2 separate regions of the Mus musculus genome follow, and region 1 is linked to region 2. The links are chromatin contacts, called in public HiChIP or PLAC-seq maps. All regions are on one chromosome and are shown on one strand. The core of a region is the stretch at or near the end of the contact, and the rest is flanking DNA. Distances in the headings are between cores, read along the strand shown.

Region 1 (4,568 bases), core at 785-3,284, 33 kb before region 2:
AAAGATGTGTGGACAAAAGGGCACACCATGTAACACACCATGACACACCACAGCTTCCACCGTGAGCTGGTTTTATTTTAACTTTATTTATTTATTTATGTTGTTTTTATTTTTTGTTTTATTTTGTGAGGAAGGTTGCAAGGGCAGAGGACAGATATGAGGGACGGGGAGATGAGTGGGATTGGGGCTCATGATGTGAAGCTCACAAAGAATCAATAAAAATCTTTTTAAATCCTACCTTAAAGTTTGTTTCCTAGACTAGCTTGTCATCTCCTCCTGTGGACCAGGATCCCTTGGGAAAGCCTCTGAGATCTGGTTGGCCATGTAGAATCTTCTGGCGTCTGTCTTGCTGGTGGATGCTCTTGAGACTATACCTGTGGGGAAGCAGGCAAAGTGAGGTAAACAGAAGATGTTGGGCTGTGATGCGAATGCAAGGGAAGCAGCCGTGGTCCCCTTGGGGAGCTGCGAGGCTCAGGATGCTCTGCAGAGGTGTCCTGAATGGATCAAGGGAGATGAATGTTTGCACCTCACTTTGGGCTTTTATGTACGTTGTCCCTAAGAAAGAAAGATAGCATTGGACGGGCTTCCAGTCAAAGCGATATCCTCTTCCCAAGCCCTCTCAGCATCAGGGATATTGAAGATGGAACCCAGTTAGTTCTGCCTTGGAGACCAGCATTGCTTTAATCAGTTTTATCTCCAGTTTCACTGTTCACAAGAAACTCAAGCTCCCTGGTGTTTCTCACCTGGACTCTCATCTATGTGTGTATCCAGTGCCTCTCAACCCCCCACATCCTCCTTATTGGCTTCCTAGAATCTGCAATGTATAGCCACAACACCCAGACTCTCAAAATGTTCCCTGAACATTCATTCACCTTGGAAAAAATCCTTAGAGCATTTGGTCAGGGCTCCAAAGAATAGCTTGTCTTGCCAGCTTCTGAACAATGGAGAAGCAAGAGAACTGTCGACTGTGGAAATGAATATATCACCATGGGTTTGAAGGGTAGTAACCCTGTCAACCTAGGACTGCTGCACTGGCTAACGCAGCCCCCACATGGCACAGTGCCACTGGACCACATTTACAATGTCACCTTTTCTAAAGGCCTCAGGTGCATGTTTCTATAATTTAGATCTGGTCCCCTGAAGACCCCTGTGCTAAAGGTGTGGTACCTGCTGTGGCCCTTTGGGAAGGTCTAGACTCAAAGGCAAGACACTGTAGGATATCTTAAGTCACTGAGCCTGTGTCAACATTCACAGGAATGTTGGGAGCTCTGTACCCTCTCAATCCCCTCCATGCTGCCCATAAATTGAAGATCTTTGTTTCATCGGGCATCATGGTGTGCTACCTTCTCATGGACCCAAAGCAGCAGAGCTACCTGGTTATAGACTGGATACCACCCCCCCAAAGTGAGACAAAGTAAACATTTTCTCTTATTAAGTTGGTAATCTCTGGGCTGGAGAAATGGCTCAGTGGTTAAAAGCACTGACTGCTCTTCCAGAGGTCCTGAGTTCAATTCCCAGCAACCACATGGTGGCTCACAACCATCTATAATGAGATCTGACTCCCTCTTCTGGTGCATCTGAAGACAGCTACAGTGTACTTAGATATAATAATAAATAAATCTTTAAATAAAAATAAAGTCATAAACCAAGGTAACTTTAGACCACATTGCTATTGGGGGTGCAGAGGGGTTTGGACGCTATTCCATAGGCCCAAGAAGCTCTCTTAGCTCTTGGATTGGCATAAGTGTTCTGCTCAGTTGAAAGCTTCGAATCAATGGGGTTTTTATTTATTATCACAAGGCGTTGCTTCAGATTTAGAATGGGGCAAGAAATGGCTGCTCCAGAATGCTAAAGGTAGCCCTGGATAAAGTAAAGCCTTGGACCTTTATGTGTCCAATCTCTCCACGGTACTGAGATTCCAAGCCGTCCGTCAGTCTCCGCAGACACGAACGCTCCTCCCAGGAGCTCACTGGTCACAGCCAGACTCAGCTTCTTTTCAGGTTTTTGATCACTTAGCTGCCCAAGCATCTATAGCGCCACATGATGAATAGCTGGAAAACGAAACAAAAAGTGTAATAGAAAGAAGCTGCTTTTTACAAGAGCAGGAGGTTTTCTCTTCTCCACCAGATGGCGCTGTTGAGTAGTTTCTGTAAAAGTTCCAAGTTGGCCATTCAGTTTTAATATCTAGAGGATAAGCCACATGTTCCGCAGTGTTTTTCTAAACTAACATGTTTTATAAACTTAGATAGACTTTTATGGGACTCTTGAGACTTGTGGGTGGGCAAAATTTGGGTCACTCTCTTAACCAATAGGCAGGATGACTGGGTGAATATTAGTAATAGAATTTCAACAACCATCATGTATTTGGCACCTAATAATAGTGTGTGTGTGTGCATATGCGCACACACACACAGGCCAAAGGTTAACATCACATATCTGCTTTCATGACTCTCCATCTTATTTTCTTTATTTTGAGGCATGCTTCTCACTGAAACTGGAGCTTACCACTTCAGCAAGGCTAAGTGGCCAGCAAGCCCTGAAGAGTCCTAGCCTCTGGCTCCCAGCCATACAGGTAGGTGCCACAATGCCCAGCTTTATGTGGGTCCTGGGGATGAAGCCCAAGCCCTCTTACTTGCCCAGCAACATTTTACTGACTGAGTCACTGCCCAGTCCCGCGTCCCCCATAAGGATTTTTAAAAATGAGATGTGGTCTTATATGTACCACAGTCTAGATTCAAATTCATGATTTCCCCTGCCTCAGCCTCCCAAATGCTGAGATTATAGTGCAGTGCACCCTGCCTAGTTTCTGATAACCTTTCTCAGACTTAAAAAAAAAAATCTGTATGGCAGATAAGTGTAGCTGTCAGCCTTCATCAAAGAAGATTCTTTTTGTAGTGGACAGAAACCATTACAGAATGCCCCCAACTTGTCAAAATGCAGAGAAAAATGGACTGTGAGGTGCAAAGCCACACCTGATGCATTCACAACACAATCCTTACGCCTAAGACTTGGGTTTGGAAAGGCTGTAGGAGCCAGAGGACCAAGAAGCCTGCTGCAAGACTGGGTCTTCTAATCTATGGCCATGAGATCTAAACAACACGGCTGTTTAAACAAGAGCTCAACAGTGGCAATCCTGGCTGACGAGTCGTCGTGGGGATGGGGAAGTCACATGTCACAAGGGGCTCCACCCCTAGATGAAGAGTTACAGACAATTAAAGACTGTCTAGGGTGGCAGTAGACTTCCCCAGGCATGAGCACCCTAAGTTGTTAGTCAACCCAAAGTGTGTGTGTGTGTGTGGCTGTGTGTGTATCTATATCTATATATCTATATATCTATATATCTATATATCTATATATCTATATATCTATATATCTATATATCTATATATCTATATATCTATATATCTATATATCTATATATCTATATATCTATATATCTATATATCTATATATCTATATATCTATATATCTATATATCTATATATCTATATATCTATATATCTATATATCTATATATCTATATATCTATATATCTATATATCTATATATCTATATATCTATATATCTATATATCTATATATCTATATATCTATATATCTATATATCTATATATCTATATATCTATATATCTATATATCTATATATCTATATATCTATATATCTATATATCTATATATCTATATATCTATACATCTATACATCTATACATCTATACATCTATACATCTATACATCTATACATCTATACATCTATACACCTATACACCTATATACCTATATACCTATATACCTATATACCTATATACCTATATAGCTATATATCTATATCTATATATCTATATCTATACAAGCAACAGTAACTGGGCTCAGCAGGTTTGGTTATAAATCTATTCACACATATACTTGTAAGAATAATAAAATGAGGCCATGAATTTGAGAGGGAGAGGAGGAAGTAGAAGGGTCGGAGAGAGGATATGGAAGGGGGAATAATGCAATTATATTTTAAAATGTTGAGAATCTAACATAAAACATACAAGAGGGTAGGGGTAGGGTAGACATGATGTAAATAGTACTGAGTTGTCTTAGTCAGGGTTTCTATTCCTGCACAAACACCATGATCAAGTTGGGGAGGAAAGGGTTTATTCAGCTTACACTTCCATACTGCTGTTCATCACCAAAGGAAGCCAGGACTGGAACTCAAGCAGGTCAGGAAGCAGGAGCTGATGCAGAGGCCATGGAGGGATGTTCTTTACTGGCTTGCTTCTCCTGGCTTGCTCAGCCTGCTTTCTTATCGAACCAAGACTACCAGCCCAGAGATGGTCCCACCCACAAAGGGCCTTTCCCCCTTGATCACTAATTGAGAAAATGCCTTACAGTTGGATCTCATGGAGGCATTTCCTCAACTGAAGCTCCTTTCTCTGTGGTAACTCCAGCTGTGTCAAGTTGACACAAAACTAGCCAGTACATGAGTATATAGTTATTTAGCACTTATGACTTTATGTAGTAAATAGTATATAGTTATGCAGTACTTGTGTAATAAATATAGTCCTGGACACTCTCAGCAAAACC
Region 2 (4,976 bases), core at 417-2,916:
AACCAGCTGTATGTAACTCTAGTCCCACGGAATCTGATGCACTCCTCGGCCCTGGAGGGCGCTGCTTACAGGTGGTGCACAAAAATACATGCAAGTGAAACACCCATACACACAAGATAATAAAATGTAGAAAAATGGTTTGATAAATCTCAATTCTGTGGTGTAGGTTCCTTTGGTTTTCCTTTGCTGAAGTCATTCTGAGGTGGACATACAGCAGGGCTGCAGGGACGCTGAGCCAGCCGTGAGCTGCTTTGGGACTTAAGTGGGTGGGCACCTGGGAGATAGGTGAAGCATGGCACCTTGTGTTTACCTCAGTTCAATGTTAGGTTAACGGGGAGCCAGAATTTGTCACTTAGATGGGACAGTTGTTGAAATCAGCCGTTGCCATCTGAGTTTACCTCAATCCCTGACACATGAAGATTTCACAGAGTCAGACATATGCAAATTAGATTTCCCTTCCTAAGCCAAGGTTAAATAAAAGGGAAAATTATGAAAGGGTGCTTATGGCAGCAAAGAGTTTTGAGGACTTGAGGATGAATTTCGTTTAAAACCAGGATAGAGCTCATTGCCAAACAGGAAGGGGATAAAGGGAAGGGAAAGGAGATCTGGGGAAAGCACGGTCCAGCCCAGCATTTGTGCTGAGAGGCTCTGTTGCGGACCCTCTGCGATTACAGGCATTTTCCTGGGCCCGGTGTAGCATTTGGCAAGGAAGCAGAGGGAAGGCGTTCCTCCTTTCGGTGTTTTAGACTGGGCACTGGCCCGCGTGGTAGGGGAAGCACTGCTCCCGTAAACGAAAGATTCATTTTTCTCTTCTCTGGTTCAGTCTGGGATGGAAGACCCATTTGAAACAAGTTGTGGCCAGCAGGGCGGTCTAACAAGCAGACTGGGGGAGGTGGGAGAGGGACCTGCAGCCTAGGCAGCCACACCCATTGGCTAGGCTGGGCCACATGTCAGTCTGTGTACCCATGTCCGACCGTGTCAACTCCACACATGTAATCCATGCATAAATTTACTACGCCATTCCAGCCCACCATACCGCCACACACGCAGTTCAACTGATGCAGTTAATCACGCTAGGGCGTCCACACTCACAACACACACACACACACACACACACACACACACACACACACACACACTCACACACGACTATACGACTGGCGTGTAATGTCTATGGCCACACAGACACTGCAAGCCACTCAGTGCATCCCCACACCCTACACGTATCAAGACAGAAACCTAACAGATTCTCCCACCCTGACTGCCCAAAGCCCCGCACCCAGGACTAGTTCCGGGAGGCTGGCACAGGGAAGAACCCGCGAGGTCATCGCCCGCTGCCATCCGGCGGCTCCAGGACAGCCCGGGCGAGTGTGTGCCCAGCAGGACGCCACGGCGCGACGGGGAGGGAGTGCTAAGGACCAGGCTAGACCCTGTGCCTAAAGGCTGCGGGAGAAGGCCGGACTGTAGCCGGAGGTACGCCCTCCCAACCCGAGGGCGTAGGGGATGTGTGCTGACTGTCCTATGGGCATGTGGGACCCGCTGGCCGGGGGCAGAGGCGACGCGCGCAACGCCACCGCGAGGGGATGGGCTCGCAGAGGGGCGCGGCGGTCTAAGTGTGCGCGTGCGCGTGCAGGCGTGGCGGCCCGAGTGGGGAGGAGGGAGCAGGGAGGACGACAGAGAGAGACGGGAGGAGGGAGCAAAGAGGAGGGAGGAGAGGAGAGGAGAAAGAAGGGAGGAGGGAGCAGGGCGCAGAAGGGAGCAGGGCGCGGGGAGGCAGCAGGCCTGGCCGGGTCGCTGCTCCCTCCCCGGGCGGCTCCTCGGCAGCGGGTGTTCGCCGCGCCTCCAGCCCGCAACCCACCCTCGCCCTGCCCGGCCCGCGCCTCTGCCCTGTCCTAGGCTCCCGGCCCGGCTCTTCAACCGGAGAGATGAGTGCGGCCACGGCGCCCGAGCGCGGCTGGAAGAGCGAGAAAGTGGACGAGGCGCAGGCCCTGGCGCGGAGCTGCGCCGCCCGCAGACCCGACTTCCAGCCGTGCGACGGGCTGTCCATCTGTGCCACGCACAGCCACGGCAAGTGCTTCAAGCTGCACTGGTGCTGTCACCTGGGATGGTGTCACTGTAAGTGGAGCCGCGTCGGCCTGCTGTCGCCCGCCTGCGGCCGGGTGCTACCCGGACGACGGGAGGAAATCCCGGGGGAACCTAGCTGTAGTCACAAAAGGGAACCTTCCTACCCACAGGAGCCTGGGGCTGGCTTTCTTTGCCGTTCTTTTAGATACTTGCTCAGAGCCGCCAGAGCGGACGCGCGCCAGCAGGGTAGCCCTTTCAGCGGTGGGGGGTGGGCACGGACATACCCCTTTCACTTTCTTGCCTGTTCTTTCTGGCTGCTGTTGAACAGAAAGAACCCTAGGTCCTAGCGATTCCCATTTATTTAATGTATCCAGATCGAGAAAGAACCAAAGTATGAAGAATGGCTTCTAAGAAGTTAAAAGGAACAGTTTGAAGAGCAAACTCCTTCGACACCCAGTTACAGCGTTTGAGCCAAGCCAGGACTAGTCTAGTCCTAGGCCAGTTGTATTTATCCTGAGAGTTTTAAATAGATTAAACTTAAGTAGCCATTTAATCAGCATTCCACAATTTGATTACTTCATGGCATTTAGCTTAATCCGACTGCTGAATCATTTCTTTTTAGAAACATTCTGAAGTCGGTTTCCATATAATCTTAGATTTGGAGGGCTTTGCCGTGCTTAAGACACATTTTCCAAGTGATCTTCAATCAAACTTTTCCCCCCTGTTATTTAGGAGGATATGGTTTACAAGGAGAGCTACAATATGTAACAAATCTTTATTTGCTTTTAATTGAGAATATTTGAATGTCTTAGTTGAGTTTATAAATTAAAGGATAGAAAATCCTTGCTTTTCCTTATAAATTCAAGGTACCTGGAGAGCGAATATTGATTTTGTTGTTCCTCTGCTGATGAGGACAAACAGGATGTTCTTGCTTCTCGCTGAAAGTGTGGCTTCAGAGTAGGAAATATGAGAGCTAAAGTGTACCTGTTGGATGAATTTAATGGCAGTCTACCTCCTGCAGAAGTCCTGTTCTTACTGTGGGATGCGGATGCGGAGGAGTTAAGATGGCCCCAGTCATTGCCTTTCTTACTTCCCTCTCCAGGTAGAGTTGACTTCTGGGAAGCTTGCGTCTAGTCAGACAGATTGTTCCTCATTAATGAACCTTGATTCTCACAATGTCTTCCTTACAAGGAGATGAAAACGAACTTACCACATTCCTTCATCTGTTCTTACCTTATGAAGTCGAGTGTGTTTTCGGGTGGGTACATGGGTGTGTGCACTCGCATATGAGCCATGACTCACGTGCGGAGGTCAGAGGACAACTTTGTGTAATTTGGGGAACCTATCTTAGGTCATCAGGCTCATGGGGCAAATGCCTTCAACTCACGAAAACGTATTGTTATGTCTCTTCCTACTGTATCTTATACAACAGTCTAATGTTTCAGCCAAATTATGGCTGCCTCAACTCTTTGGATATGCATATTTAAATATACTAAGAATTTCTTGCATATGGGCCATTCTTTCTCTGAATCCCTGGCTATTCTTGAGGGAAGTAGGTTTTCCAAAACAGGTTTGAACTTGGCATGCATTGAGTGGCTGAGGAGAGATGTCCACCATTTTTCCACTGAGACTGTTGTTTTGTCCTGCTTCTGAGCTGCCATTGCCTTCTGTCCTTCCGCTTACAGGATAGCACCCGTGTACCTAACTATCTGGGTGGTTTTGTTCTGAACACATGTGCTGGGGGTAGGTGAGAAGCCCCTGAGTTCTGGGCTGGTCAGTGTGGAGCAAGACACCGCCTCTCATCTTTGAGGTGCTGCTCTGCCCTAGCCCTTCCTATACTTCATCACACCAGGCTAGCTGCTGCCCCCTCAAGCTGAGCTTGCTGTCTGCTAAAGCCACTAAGTAGGCTTTAAAAACTGTGGCAATTGATCCACGCCTTGCCCTTCTCAAAGCTGCATGTGTGGCTTTGGAGACAAGCACTGATCCCTTAGGGACGTCTTCCTGTTACCTTTTATTTGAGCGAGAACAGGTCCGTTTTTCTAAGTCTTATGATTTTAGTCTTGGCTCTTTTATTGGGTGTGCATTGGTTCTGTCTGTTTTCATGTGTATGTTATTCCTCCTGCATTCATGTCATTGTGCCTGTAGTAAACATCCCTCTCTTCACTCTAGTTATTGATAAAGTGTAATGTGACAGGAGAAGGCACCAGAGTCCTGAAGTCTGCCGATGGCCCTGCCCTAGAAGCTGATGGAAGTCATTAAGGAGCACTTGTAAAGGCTGGTTGCCTCATGCACGGTTTTCCATCTTGTGTTGTCATGTCCCTCTGGGTAAATGGCCAACTATAATGCTGCAGTCCCACTAACACAGGGATTGCTGCTGCCTCTTGATCTGTGCTCCGATTATGCGCAATCCTCTTTAAAAAAAAAAGGAATTAGATTGAGCTCAGATAACTCAGATTGGTTTCACAATGTTTTCTCTTTTCTTCTCTAAGAGACCAGAGACTGATTTTAAATAATCTAAATTTAGGAAAGGACTGCCAAATCAGCTAGTTCTTTCTGATCTCTCTCTCTCTCTCTCTGGTATCTGAGGGTATATACATGTATGTAATATCTGTACATAGTATCTGTGTTTACATATGTGTACATGTGTGCATATATGTGTGTGCAGTGTCCATATGTATGTGTAATATATATGTGCATAGTGTGTGCTTGTATGTGAGTGAGGGTATGTGTGTGTAGTGTCTTTTGTGTGTGTGTACATCTGTGTGGATGTGCGATTGTGTATGTGTGGTGCCTCTGTGTATACATATATGTACATAATATTTATGTCTGTACATATCTGTGTGTTGGTGTGTGAGTGAGGGTACGTGTGAGTCCCTATGTCTGTCTCCACTTTCTACCTTGTTTGGGTCAGA

Evidence for each region. HiChIP or PLAC-seq counts read pairs in DNA pulled down with a chosen protein or histone mark.
Region 1: a contact with region 2 is called in an H3K4me3 HiChIP or PLAC-seq map of the SCID.adh cell line, with 18 read pairs. The contact joins the enhancer-like site here to the promoter of 2510009E07Rik in region 2. A contact is called at or near these places in 1 of 39 promoter capture datasets (macrophages), 4 of 484 Hi-C or Micro-C datasets (embryonic stem cells, muscle stem cells, nephron progenitors and 1 more), 4 of 115 datasets of contacts at active chromatin or transcription factors (the SCID.adh cell line, embryonic stem cells, memory CD8 T cells and 1 more) and 4 of 9 other capture datasets (adipose tissue, embryonic stem cells, liver and 1 more).

The regions. Positions count from the first base shown.
Region 1 is chr16:21,725,602-21,730,169 of GRCm38.p6, reverse strand. No RefSeq gene overlaps it. Among named protein-coding and RNA genes, the nearest start is that of 2510009E07Rik, 33 kb to the right of the region's middle. Within about 2 kb of position 2,034, at least 54 of the 459 cell types and tissues checked have an H3K27ac peak or open chromatin away from gene starts, as enhancers often do. A contact at or near this core is called in the SCID.adh cell line, where this site is marked.
Region 2 is chr16:21,691,355-21,696,330 of GRCm38.p6, reverse strand. 2510009E07Rik (RIKEN cDNA 2510009E07 gene) reads left to right here and starts at 1,666. Exons shown (of 2, transcript NM_001001881.2): 1 at 1,666-2,115. The coding sequence starts at 1,926.